Linked DNA regions of Hordeum vulgare: region 1 is linked to region 2. Evidence: chromatin contacts called from public Hi-C data. All regions are on one chromosome and are shown on one strand. The core of a region is the stretch at or near the end of the contact, and the rest is flanking DNA. Distances in the headings are between cores, read along the strand shown. Region 1 holds the start of LOC123427629 (zinc transporter 3-like). Region 2 holds the start of LOC123427622 (CCR4-NOT transcription complex subunit 9-like).

The links. Hi-C and Micro-C count contacts between places; a contact is called where the count stands out from the background.
Region 1: a contact with region 2 is called in a Hi-C map of leaf, with 2.1 times the contacts expected there. The contact joins the promoter of LOC123427629 here to the promoter of LOC123427622 in region 2. A contact is called at or near these places in 2 of 6 Hi-C or Micro-C datasets (leaf and seedling).

The regions. Positions count from the first base shown.
Region 1 is chr2H:601,644,281-601,650,086 of MorexV3_pseudomolecules_assembly, reverse strand. It overlaps LOC123427629 (zinc transporter 3-like), which reads right to left and starts at 2,581. Exons shown (of 4, transcript XM_045111710.1): 1 at 1,881-2,581; 2 at 1,155-1,304; 3 at 668-679; 4 at 250-411. The coding sequence starts at 2,513. The coding sequence ends at 400.
Region 2 is chr2H:601,469,892-601,475,764 of MorexV3_pseudomolecules_assembly, reverse strand. It overlaps LOC123427622 (CCR4-NOT transcription complex subunit 9-like), which reads right to left and starts at 3,595. Exons shown (of 9, transcript XM_045111703.1): 1 at 3,381-3,595; 2 at 2,977-3,190; 3 at 2,763-2,834; 4 at 2,475-2,564; 5 at 2,305-2,347; 6 at 2,056-2,162; 7 at 526-716; 8 at 377-446; 9 at 1-260. The coding sequence starts at 3,180. The coding sequence ends at 138. It overlaps LOC123427621 (40S ribosomal protein S11), which reads left to right and starts at 3,769. Exons shown (of 6, transcript XM_045111699.1): 1 at 3,769-3,906; 2 at 4,454-4,494; 3 at 4,608-4,708; 4 at 5,195-5,339; 5 at 5,430-5,519; 6 at 5,675-5,873. The coding sequence starts at 3,895. The coding sequence ends at 5,765.

The sequences.
Region 1 (5,806 bases), core at 1,332-3,831, 180 kb before region 2:
TAACTATCAAGCTGAACAAACTAGTCCTGTTTTGGTCCTTTTGGTTAATGGAAAAGTATCCATGCAGATTTATTATTGGTGTGAGGGACTCATCTGGTCTAAATTTGGGAAGTCCAAAACCTACTGTATAACTAATTACTTATATTGCTTAGTAGTTAGGGCTGACATCTACTCATCACACAATCTCATACTATGATGTACAGAGAATATCCTAGAGTACATTGGTTCGGGAAATAGAAAATTCCTGAATGAATATGGTCAATTCTTCACCAAGGGTGTATTATTTTGAGAAAATAGAGAACTCCTGGATGAATACAATTAGCACTTCGACTTTAGCAGGAAATACAATTGCAATGGTCATTGCTTTGAAGATCTATGCCCATATGGCAAGCATGGACATCATCCCAGCACCTAGGAAAAGTGCAAGATATGTCATCAGCTGAAGCTTTGTATTTGTCTGTAGCTTTGGGTTATTGAAATCTGTTGCTAGAAGGTCCACTAGGGACATGTAGATTAGAATCCCTGCCGAGGCTGAGTTGAAGACTCCCTCAATAATGAAGGCAGTAGAGCTATGCACATTATAGCTAGATGAAACCGCAATCCCTAGCACGATGCCCACTGGTGCGGTAAGGGAGAAAAACGTTGCCATGATGATGGTTGCCCTTACCTTGAAATTAGCCTGCAGAAAATGTGAAAATCAAAGATGTTAGCCACTTAGCCTTTTGTTGCTATGGACCACTTTATAAAGTTGGTTCTTTATCCTCTGTGTCATTTGTTTGCTTTCTTCAGAATCTTTGCTTATTTTAGCTTATGTCTTTAGGACTGGAATATCAGTCCTCAAACTGGTTACTTTCTATTTTCTCCCTGAAAAGATCAATTATCAATGGCTGTTGTATATAATGTGTTGATTATTTTTGGAAGACAAATATCAGTATTATTTCATCATGCCTCTAATGTCTCATACTCATGTTGCTATCAGCGAACTATTTAATTTAAACTTAATATTGTAATCATCCTTCATTTTTGCCTCCCCTTCTGTGAGTGTATATATCCTGACATGTTGATTTAAAATTATCTTTTTACCTTCCTGGTATCATATTAAAAAATGGAGGCAGGAAAACAAGTTAGATTCTTATCAGTGCAAGCACAGGTACCTGAACAATGCAACCACCCAAGCCTATGCCTTCAAAGAATTGATGGAAGCTGAGGGCACCGACCAGAGGCTTGATGGTGGATGGCCTCACAGATGCTCCTAATGACACGCCAATTATCACTGAATGCACCAAGATTCCCAGCTCTAGAACCTGCATGATGGTAAACTTATGGTTATTTTAACGCGGGACTGGTTGGTTCTCCAAAATATCTACCAACTTGGCGAACAGTTTGTGGAGGAACTGGATTCTTTATTTGAAGAGGTAAAGTTTGTCCTAAAGGAGTAAACGGCAAACTGCCTGGCCTTTCGAATAGGTATTGATCTCCTCATTCACATCTCTGTTTATTTTTGTTTCATTATTATGGAAAGGTTTTGAGCGAGATGCCAAATTGACCTTGGAGAATTATTTAACCTGCCACTATGCCTTTTGGTTCTGCTCTGAAATTGTTCTGTTTGTTTTCTCTGAAACTGTTCAACGTAGATATTAGTTTGGTCAGATGAGATATTTTGGAACATTATGTGCTGATGTAGTCCACCTTTCCACTACGTCATCTTTATTCGTGTTCATGAAAAGTTAATATATTTTTGTATTTTTAAAGTTACGTCTTTCATGCTCGCATCATTTTAAGATTCACTATTTTTCTGGTATACGGGAAGTTATGGAACTAACCTCCAATTACTTTTGCCAGGAAGTCCTATGAGCTTTGGAGCGGCTGCTCTAACTTACCTGAGATACCACCCTGTGCCGGATTGTGTCAGCTATCGCAGCCTCCTCCGGCGAGCTGACAGCAATCGCCTCACCATGTGAATGGCCATGCGTGTGCACATGTGGATGATCGGCCCTCCCTTCCTCATCTCCGGTGTGTCCAGGTATGTCGATGTTGTCAAGTGGGCGTGCCTTGCTGAAGTGAGAGCGGCGGTAGTACCCAGCAGCCAGGGAGTCTATCACCATTGTGGCCATGGCTGCAGACATGGCCACAAGTCCTGCAAAAGGGAAGCCGTTCCTGTCCCCGCCGCCTTTGTGGATGCACGGGGAGGTGAGCCCGTCGAACGCCGCCGGCAGGATGTGCACCATGCCGGTGGCAAGGATGACTCCAGCGGCGAACGCCTTGACCGCGAAGAAGATGTCGCCGTCGGGGCGCAGCGCGGCCATGGAGCGTCCGAGCACCGGCACCAGCACGCCAGCCGCCCCGGCGGCCAGGATGGACGCGATGGCGACCAGCTTGAGCTTCATCGCGCCCTGCTTGTCCGCCCCGTCCGTGGCGGTCGTGCACTCGCACCCGCCGCTGGCCGCGGCCTGCTGCACGAACAGGAGGAGCCATGGGAGAAGCGCTTGCAAGGTATGCTTGGTAGCCCACATGGTGGCGAGTCTGCTGAATCGCTGATTATGCCTGAATGCGATGTGCTTGCTGCAGGGAGATGGAGCCAGCGCTTGCTACTTTAATATAGGAAGGAGGCGTGGGGTGAGGGTGAGGGTGAGGAGAGTCGTTGTCCTTTGTCCAGGTGGGGTCTGGCGCTCCCGGGGCTGCGCATCGTATGTGCCATGTGTCACTAACCTCGGTGCAAAGTGCTCCATACTTAATGACATGGTATCCGGAAACTGGATTCTCTGCACTTTGGGGAGATATTTCCGTAAGGATCCACGGGCTAAGTTGAAACTTGTTTTCATCCATGGTCACCGGCCGTCGGCTCGGCTGTCTGGAACCTGGATTTCTTCCTCCGGTGACGGCTGCCGCGTCGCCTTGCTGCCGTGCCTCCCTCGTCGCCGATCACCGGATGGACGAAGGCGGACAGGGGCCTGATTCTAAATTGGGTATGTGCCCTGGGTATGTGTATAGGGAAGAAGAGGTGTGCTTGGCGGATGGCGGCTGAGGATTTCATTAATCCTGGGGAGGCGGTGCGCTTTCTGGTCGGTTTTAGTGCAGTGTTGACACAATGTCGTCATCGACCGGTGTGAGGTAAAAGGCGTGCAAGCTGTCAAAGCTGGCTGATATATTCCTGCCATATACGAATGGAACCCGGATCGGACGGCCGAGATCACACGGCATCCATCCTTGGCCAATGGAAGCCTTGGCGATGGAATGAGCCAGCGTTCCCCTGTACGAAGGGACCAAAATGCACGCCATGTATGTGACGTATGTTGGCTGGGCTCTTTTAGCTGCCGTTGGTTGTGTTATAGGTCAGGTCACAGTCGTTAAGGACGTGAGATAGTTCCACTGACCTTGGCGCACAGCCGGGCTTTTCCCCTCCTCCCAAATCACAAATCCAAAGTTGATAAGATCGATGGTAACAAAGAATCTCTTTCTCTGTGCGTAGCTATAGGGAGGAATCTTTGTACCGTGGGTCTGCACCAAACGTGAGCCATCGAGCCCCGGCAGGAAAATGGAGGAAAGGAAGGGTGAGCTAGGCGATGATGCGCCAGCAACCCTGGACCAACAGGGACGGTGTAGCTAGTGCGTCGGCCATCACCCCGTCATTGCGCGGAATAAGATGGACAGGTGCGTGCACCTGCCCTCAACTTTACAGTTTACACTTATCCTGCTCCGGCCACGGTTTTGTTCACTGCAACTTCTTACCAATTCATTGAAATCTCTGTTTTTGATCTATGATCCTAAACTTATTCTTTAGATCTCCAAATGCCCTATCAGTCGTCGCTCTAAGGCTAGAGTGTTTGAGGTTAAACAGTTCTTGTGGAGCCTTGCGATAGTTCCTGAAAGAGAACTCGTTTAGATGGTACCTTGTTTCTCTAAAGGATGGAAGAACACCCGTATCTCCTAGGTACAACTTGCCATCAGGGATATTGATGCCATCACGTCGACTCATACTGTCAGTTAGGATGTTAGCATCATGGGCTGATCCTTTGCACCCAGCTATCACATAGGTGAACTACATATCAAAGTCAACCGCAACAAGAACATTCGAATTTCTGTAGTGCTTTCTACACATGTATGCCCTAGACATGTGTTGTCGACACTTTAGCAATCAAAGCATGACTATATGGTGGTATGGCAATCCTAAAAATCACATGACAAGCATGTGAGTGCACGAACTATGAGTAATGTCCACCTTGAAATACAAATAACATCTTGGATAGTGTGAATCTTGCTAGGAGTTTGTTCGGTTGGTGACTTGATCATCTCTCACCTGAGCTCCCAACAACATATACCACATGCTTAAAATACCTCGAAATCGTTTCCATTGATCTCATGAATGTGTAGTGGATAACCATAAACCTGTGGTTATGACCTACAATATAGACAAACATGGCTACTTGCTCTTCCACGAAGGTGTGGATGTTATCATGTAACACTCTGCTCGTGAAAGTTTGCAGAAGCCCGACAAAAGGTGCTCTTTTCATTTGAAACATCCAGAGAGTCTCGTTATGATTAGTTATCTTCTCTTGATCCTGGATTAACGGTGGACCATACCGGATGATAGGCTTGTCACTCAGACGAACGACTCTCTTGTGGACCAATAGGATCCAGGCCTGAATCAGTGATGCTGACTAAACTACTAGCTTCATCCGTTCGTCCACAACCTAGGTGACATCCATGGTGCGGTCAGCAATGGCGCAACCGATCTTATACCATCATAACAAACGACCTAACAAAGGAGGGAGGGGGGTATGTTGCTTACTAGCTTTGGAGCCAATGAAGCGGACCGAGGTGGGAGGAGGGGAGGGGGCATGACTGAGACGAGGATGGCCAGACGGAGTCCAAGAAGAAGGGGAGAAGCAGCCGGTGTTGCCGGAGAGTGTTGTCTCCGCCTCTGCCTTCACCTCAGTCACCGCCGTTTGCGCAGATCCGAGTCGCCGCCGTCGGTTCTAAGAATAGAGGAAGGACTTGTCCTAGAGCTAGGGATGAGAGAGTAAATGAGGGCGGGCCTATATTTTGCGCCATCCCGTCTCCGCCGATTTTCTTCTTCCACAATATCTGCCCTGATCCCTCCTTACACCACGACGTACGTCGTGTCCTACTTTTCGCCCGACTTAGCCTTGCTCGTTGGAAACAAGCGAGTCAGGCTCTAGGCTACTTTAACTTCCGTGCCGATGCAAGCTAGTCCTCGTTGTACCTAACCAAATACTCCATCCGTCCGGATTACTTGTCATAAAAATGGATATAAATGAATGTGTTTAAAATTATAGATACATCCATTTTAGGACAAGTATTTCTGAACGGGGAGTAGGTATTTTTCTTCTCATCTTTATGCAGGCAAACACGTCGTGAGCTGTCCCGTCCTTCTCTGTAGATTGGTTGGAGACGGCCATGGATTGGTCTCGCGACGATATGGAGTGATGGGATCGATCACGGGGAGCATTCCTGCCGTGTGTATCCATGGATGATTTGCCAGCAGTAGAGCCCACGGCCTGGGTTGAGTGTAGACCCAGACATGCAGAGCTTTCCATGGCCCTTTCGCCTTGCATGCATGCACGCATCGGTCCTGAAAACCACGGGGCCTCCAATGGCGCGGCGCGTTCGTGCAAAACAAAAGCAGTGAGAGCTGCTGATAGGATCTCTCTTCCCCGGGAATACGAATCTCTCTCTACAGGCCGGTCCTGTTTCGAGCGGCGAAAGGGGAGCGGAAGGCGACGCGACGTAGGCGCGCAGCAAAAGGCATCGATCAACAGCCGCAGAAGCACCACGCGCGCATGAG
Region 2 (5,873 bases), core at 2,346-4,845:
TTTCCTTTTTCCGTAAGGTTGAAACTACACCGACATCGCACAACCTACTTCTAGAAGGCCGAGGGAAGATAATCTTCCCCTACCCGCAATTCACAAGGGACTCCATTATTGTTGTGAATCGCAGCAACTAAACTGGATCATATCCCCATCATGTGATCCAGGCCCGGCTGGGGAGGCACCCCCATGCCAGGTCCTCCCATACCACCCACTGTCACGTTATGCAGCAGTTGTTGGAGCCAGCGCCTTGTCGCGGGGTCATCCTTCGTTTCATCAGATATATAAATACGATTAGTATCTGATCGGTAAGTTCGTTTCATTTTATTTGAATACATGAGTGAACTGGTAATGACAGATATGTTAACAGCATATGACTCACCCTAAGAGAAATGTTGAACGTCCCATCTTTCAGCATGTCAGGGAGGCAATTATGTAGTGCAACACAGGCCCTGTGAGGGAAGACAAAAAATCAGCACATGGGAAGATAGATGTAAAATCATTTAGTGACATATGAATGACAGCACAAACCTGGGGTTATCTGACAGCCTGAGGTAACATCGAATAATGTGCTTGAGCAACCTTGTGGAAGGCTGATCAGCAAGTGATATTACCATATTTCCTAAAACGCTGCCTACAGCATAGAAACGCTCAGCGGTGGCACATACGTAGTGCAGTCCAATATCATCCAGCAGAATCTTTTGGACGATGAAGGTAGCGACCTGCTTATGCATATTTAACTAAATTAATGAAACTGGATGCATTTATATCATTATCTGTATAAGACCCCGTGTGGCCAAGCCTCAACTTGTATTCCACCCAAATTAATCTTAGGGCGCGCTTGGGAACGGTGTAATCGAATGCGGAGGTGTTTTAACTTACGCCATACTGGCAACTGAGTAATTTTGGGCTGGAAACAAAACGACAGAGCAAGGCATGTATTTTTTACAGGTGTATTTCAAAGTAAAACGACAATCCAAACAGGGCCTTAAGCACCTCAAAATATTCAACTCCTGTGGCTGTGGGTTATACAGGAAAGATGTTGCAAAAACGTTGGCATATTTATGTATCCACAAAGTTATTGATCTTCCAGTCCAATTGATAACTGATAATAGTAACGCAACGCCCTTAGCAGCATAGGTCAATTACTGATTGCCAAAGCCAAACAGCATTTGAGGTTTTTCGCATAATACACCTTTTATAAGTCTATAAACTGTGAAGTGGTTTCAAGTTATTATCAGAGAGAAGCCTGGCATGGCATATAAGGCTATAGATAATCACAAGCATATTAATGTTAACTGATATTCCCTCCGTTCCTAAATATAAGTCTTTTTAGAGGTTCCATTAGGAGATTACATACGGGTGTATATAGACATATTTTAGAGTGTAGATTCATTCATTTTGCTTCGTATGTAGTCCTCTAATGAAATCTCTTTAAAGACTTATATTTAGGAACGGAGGGAGTAGTAAATTAGTGATATAGCGTTCCACAGGAACTTCAGACAGCCAAATATAATTTTTGAAAAGAAGAAGTAATTTGATCTTTTCTAGGGCTAAACAGAAAAGAAAGACTGTAACACTTTAGATGAGGATTGAGATGGTTAGATACGCACGGTTTTTGATAGTTCACTGCCCATTTCCATGGTACGCAAGCACAGAGGAATTATTTCAGTTTGCAGCAAAAAGCTGATAACGTCAGTGTCATCAACCTGCATGCATAATAATAAGGTAAAGAAGCTTCTTCCAAAGGCAAGAAGAGAACGTTTGGTATTTGGAAACACATGCAGCTTATTCCAAAAGAAAGAAGAAAACATTAGATAGAACATTGCTTGTTTATAAGTTACTCAGTTGTTTATCTCTTCGTTGCACAACGAAGTAATATGGATGTATCCCTTGTGGCCTTATTAGATTCATTGTTCATGCCAGGTTATTGGAATAAAAACAACATGATGCTGCATTGTTTGAAGAATTAGTGAAAGGATCATGTTTAATATATAACATTGCAGGGTTGGATTCATGATACAAAAATTGTTAGTTCATGTAAAATTGTACCAAAAATACCTTAACAAGAGCACCGATGACACCCAGGCTGGTAAGCCGCAAGTACTCAAAAGGCCTTGTCTTGCTGAATGTATTCAGGAACGGATACAAGAACAGCGGCACATGAGCTGAAAGGAACAAATGGAGGACAGAGAGAAGAAAGTGAATCGCTAACAACAACAATATCAAAAGCCGAATGGCTCTTCTTTCATATCAAGCTACTAGTAATTAGAATATGTGAGACACAATGCAAATGGCTGAACTCGTTACCATTTAAGAAAGGGATTCTGGTATCAGGGTGCGATGCAACACACTGCAATTATTGTAATACAAACACACAAAATTAGACAATAAATATACGCAATAACAAATCTAATAACATGGGAGACTTGAAGCAATTTTGTAAATGTGATCTCCCCACTTGTTATTTCGAGCTGTACCTGAAGAAGTGCAAGTGCGTTGCAGACTCGGTTTGATGCACCTGGTGACAAAGTTGGGGGTGAAAGTGCAGGGTAGATCGACACAATTTCCTGCGAGTATTTTCAGGTTGTCAAACACACAAAGTGAGAAAGTAGATCCAAATTTTGATAACCTGCATCCAAAACAGCAAGTGGCGACTTGAAAACACAAATAGAATAGTGACTGCTTTCACAGTCAGACAACATAAAAACAGCATGAGGTAAAGAAATGCAAAACATAAACATCGAAGACAGATGAATTACGCATACCTGAAGCAGTGCAGCAATTGTGCCAAAAGAGTGCCAGAGAAGCGGGGCCAGGTCTTGGAATATCTCTCGTTTCTGAAATCAGTAATTTGGTTACCGATTTACTTCAGCCTTACAAAACACCTTATATAAATGGCTGAACGAACACGCAGTCTGCAATTGCTCTGTGCAAGGAGGCGCTAGAACCCTAGTAGAAATAGAAGAGGACGCGACGGACCTTGGACAGCTCGAGGAGGGCGTTCTCGCGCAGCTCGCGGTCGCACAGGTCGAGCACCAGCTGCTCCGCCGACGCCATCTTCCTGGGCTCCTGCGCCGCCGAGGCAGAGCCGCCACCGGCGCCTCCACCGATCGGGGAGGGAGACGGCGGCGAGGCCCCGGCGAAGGAGGAGGGCTCGGGGAGGGAAGGCTGCAGGCTCGCCATTACGCTCCAACTGCACAAAACCGGCGGAGACTCCATTACGAATTTCTCCAGGCGGAAAAGACAACAACAGCCGCGAACAATCGAGTCGCCATTACGCGCGGATCGCACGCAGCCGGGCCGCTCGCCCACGCCGCCGGCCGCCGCAAGCACGGGACGGATCGAGGAATTTGCAAAAAACCAGCGCGGGTTTGGCAGATTACCGAACGAACCGGTTCGATCGGCTTCGGGACGAATCCGCGCCACCAGACCCTGTCGCGCGGAGAGGGACGGAGAGGGGGGAAGCAGCCGCGCCGGTGGCCGGAGGGGAGAGGGAGGAGTGGGGGAGGAAGAGAGACCACGGCGAGGAGATCCCTCTCTCTCTCTCTCTTTCTGGTTTATGTTTTCAGCACGGAGGATGGTCGGAGCGAGCATTAAGATCCGACGGCTAACACACCATCAACGGCCTGATCTGACGGAACCCCGCCGCGAGTGATTATCCACGACAGGCGGGCCTCCCATGGGCCTCCGTGACGGACCGGGCCGAGGAGACGGGTGGCAAGGCCCGGAAAGGGCTGCGCATTCCGCAGCGGCGCTCGGTTCTATAAGAATGCACCCTTAGGGTTTCCGCCCCGCCGCCAACTCCTGTCAGCGCCTCGCCTCCTCGCACCCGCATCCCCGCGCTCCGCCGCCGCCGCCGCCGCCGCCTCCGAGCCGCTCGAAGCCCACCTCGTAGCCATGGCGGAGCAGGTAAAGGCTCCCCCCGTCCTCCCCCGTGCAGCGCCCTACCTCTGCTCCCCCCGTTCGCTTGCTGCCGCCGCGTGCTTGGGATTTGTGATGCGGCGCCTTCGCGCTTTTCGGCCGTGTATGCTTAGATCTGTTCGTCGAGAAGCTTGTGTATTCGTTGCAAATCGATTGGTAGCATGCGGTATCTTGGCAGTCGCGAGGTGGTTGTTTCTTGCGGTGTGACGAACTTGGAGAGCGTCTGTTCCCTCCTGGTCGTTAGTAGGATCTGCTAAATGTGATGCATGCTGTCACTGTAGCTTTATTACGGGCTCTTCTCTGATTATTTGGACGCAGTAGGATCTTGTTGTTTAGTGGGATGGTTTCAACTCCAAGTTGTCGATGCACTAGACCCGCTCTGACGAAGTTCCGTTTGTTGTATGGTTCATTTGGAGTTTGGCAAGCACTAGATGGAGTCTATAATGTTGATTTCGCTTGTTTCATTCATGCCCATAATTGATTAAAGTGTGTGGTTGTGATAGTTCTGATGGCTTAAACCTGATCTGTTGTGCAGACTGAGAAGTCTTTCCTCAAGCAGCCAAAGGTTTTCCTCAGGTGAGTAATTCGATTAACCTTCTTGTTGTGCTGGTGTTGTTTTGCAATGCACATGTCTTGTATTGATCCAATGTAATGCCCATACCCTAACAATGGTTTGCTGTTTAATTTAGCACCAAGAAGGCTGACAAGGCAAAGAGGCCCGGCAAGGCTGGCAACCGCTTCTGGAAGAGTGTTGGCCTTGGTTTCAAGACCCCAAGGGAAGCGATCGAAGGTGAACTACAAGCCAATCCTTCTATTTTAACACTGTTTTCGTACTCATGTAGGTGCTGTTAGTCTTTCATACTTCTGAAGGACATCAGAAGGATTGTCACTTACTATTATTTGTGGGCATTCATTGCAACATAATGGATTAGTTTGGTTTACTCCCATTTGCAAATTGGTGGAAGTTTGCTTAGCTGGAGATCTTACTACTTCAGTACCATTTCTCTTGGCTTAGCTAGGTATCTAGCTCTCCACACGAAGTATTGACGTTTGTTTAGAGTAAACTCTCAGTTGGTACAGTGGTTGTCATTGGTAGATCCGCAGCCAATATTATTTAGATCATGTTGAAACAACTGACCCATGAATTTTGCTCTTTGCTGTTTTAGATATTTTGTTGCTCTGGCAAGTAACGTGATAGTCATAAACCATGAATAGTTGATTGTGCATTATTTTATGTTATGCTTTCATCCGTGTATTAATTCCAATTAATTTCCAGGTACCTACATTGACAAGAAGTGCCCATTCACTGGAACTGTTGCCATCAGGGGCAGAATCATAGCTGGAACCTGCCACAGCGCCAAGATGAACAGGACGATCATCGTGCGCAGGAACTACCTTCACTTTGTGAAGAAGTATCAGAGGCAAGTGAACCCATTGATGATTCTGATAACATACTGCTTGCTTCTTCCCCATGGCATTTCTAACTTCGAAATCATTCATGCACCTTGCAGGTATGAGAAGAGGCACTCCAACATCCCAGCTCACATCTCCCCCTGCTTCCGTGTCAAGGAAGGCGACCATGTCATCATTGGCCAGTGCAGGTAAAGCTTGTACTCTTGGATGACTTGGTATTCAAATAATAGTTTTAGCCTGGTGTTCTACTGTTATATGCCTGTGCTATTCCACTGCATCCTCTTGATTACTGCAAGTGCTATTTTCTTTTGTTTCTGAAGTATATTGCTTGTTCCTGAAACAGGCCCCTGTCGAAAACTGTGAGATTCAATGTCCTGAAGGTCGTTCCAGCTGGAACCACCGGAGGCGGGAAGAAGGCTTTCATCGCTGCTTAAGCCCAGACTCTGATTCATGAGTAGTTCATAGTCAGAAGCTTTTCGCTCTTAAAACGTACCGGCCTGCTGTTTCAAGATTTGATTCCCGTGTTTTTTGTCAAACCGAAG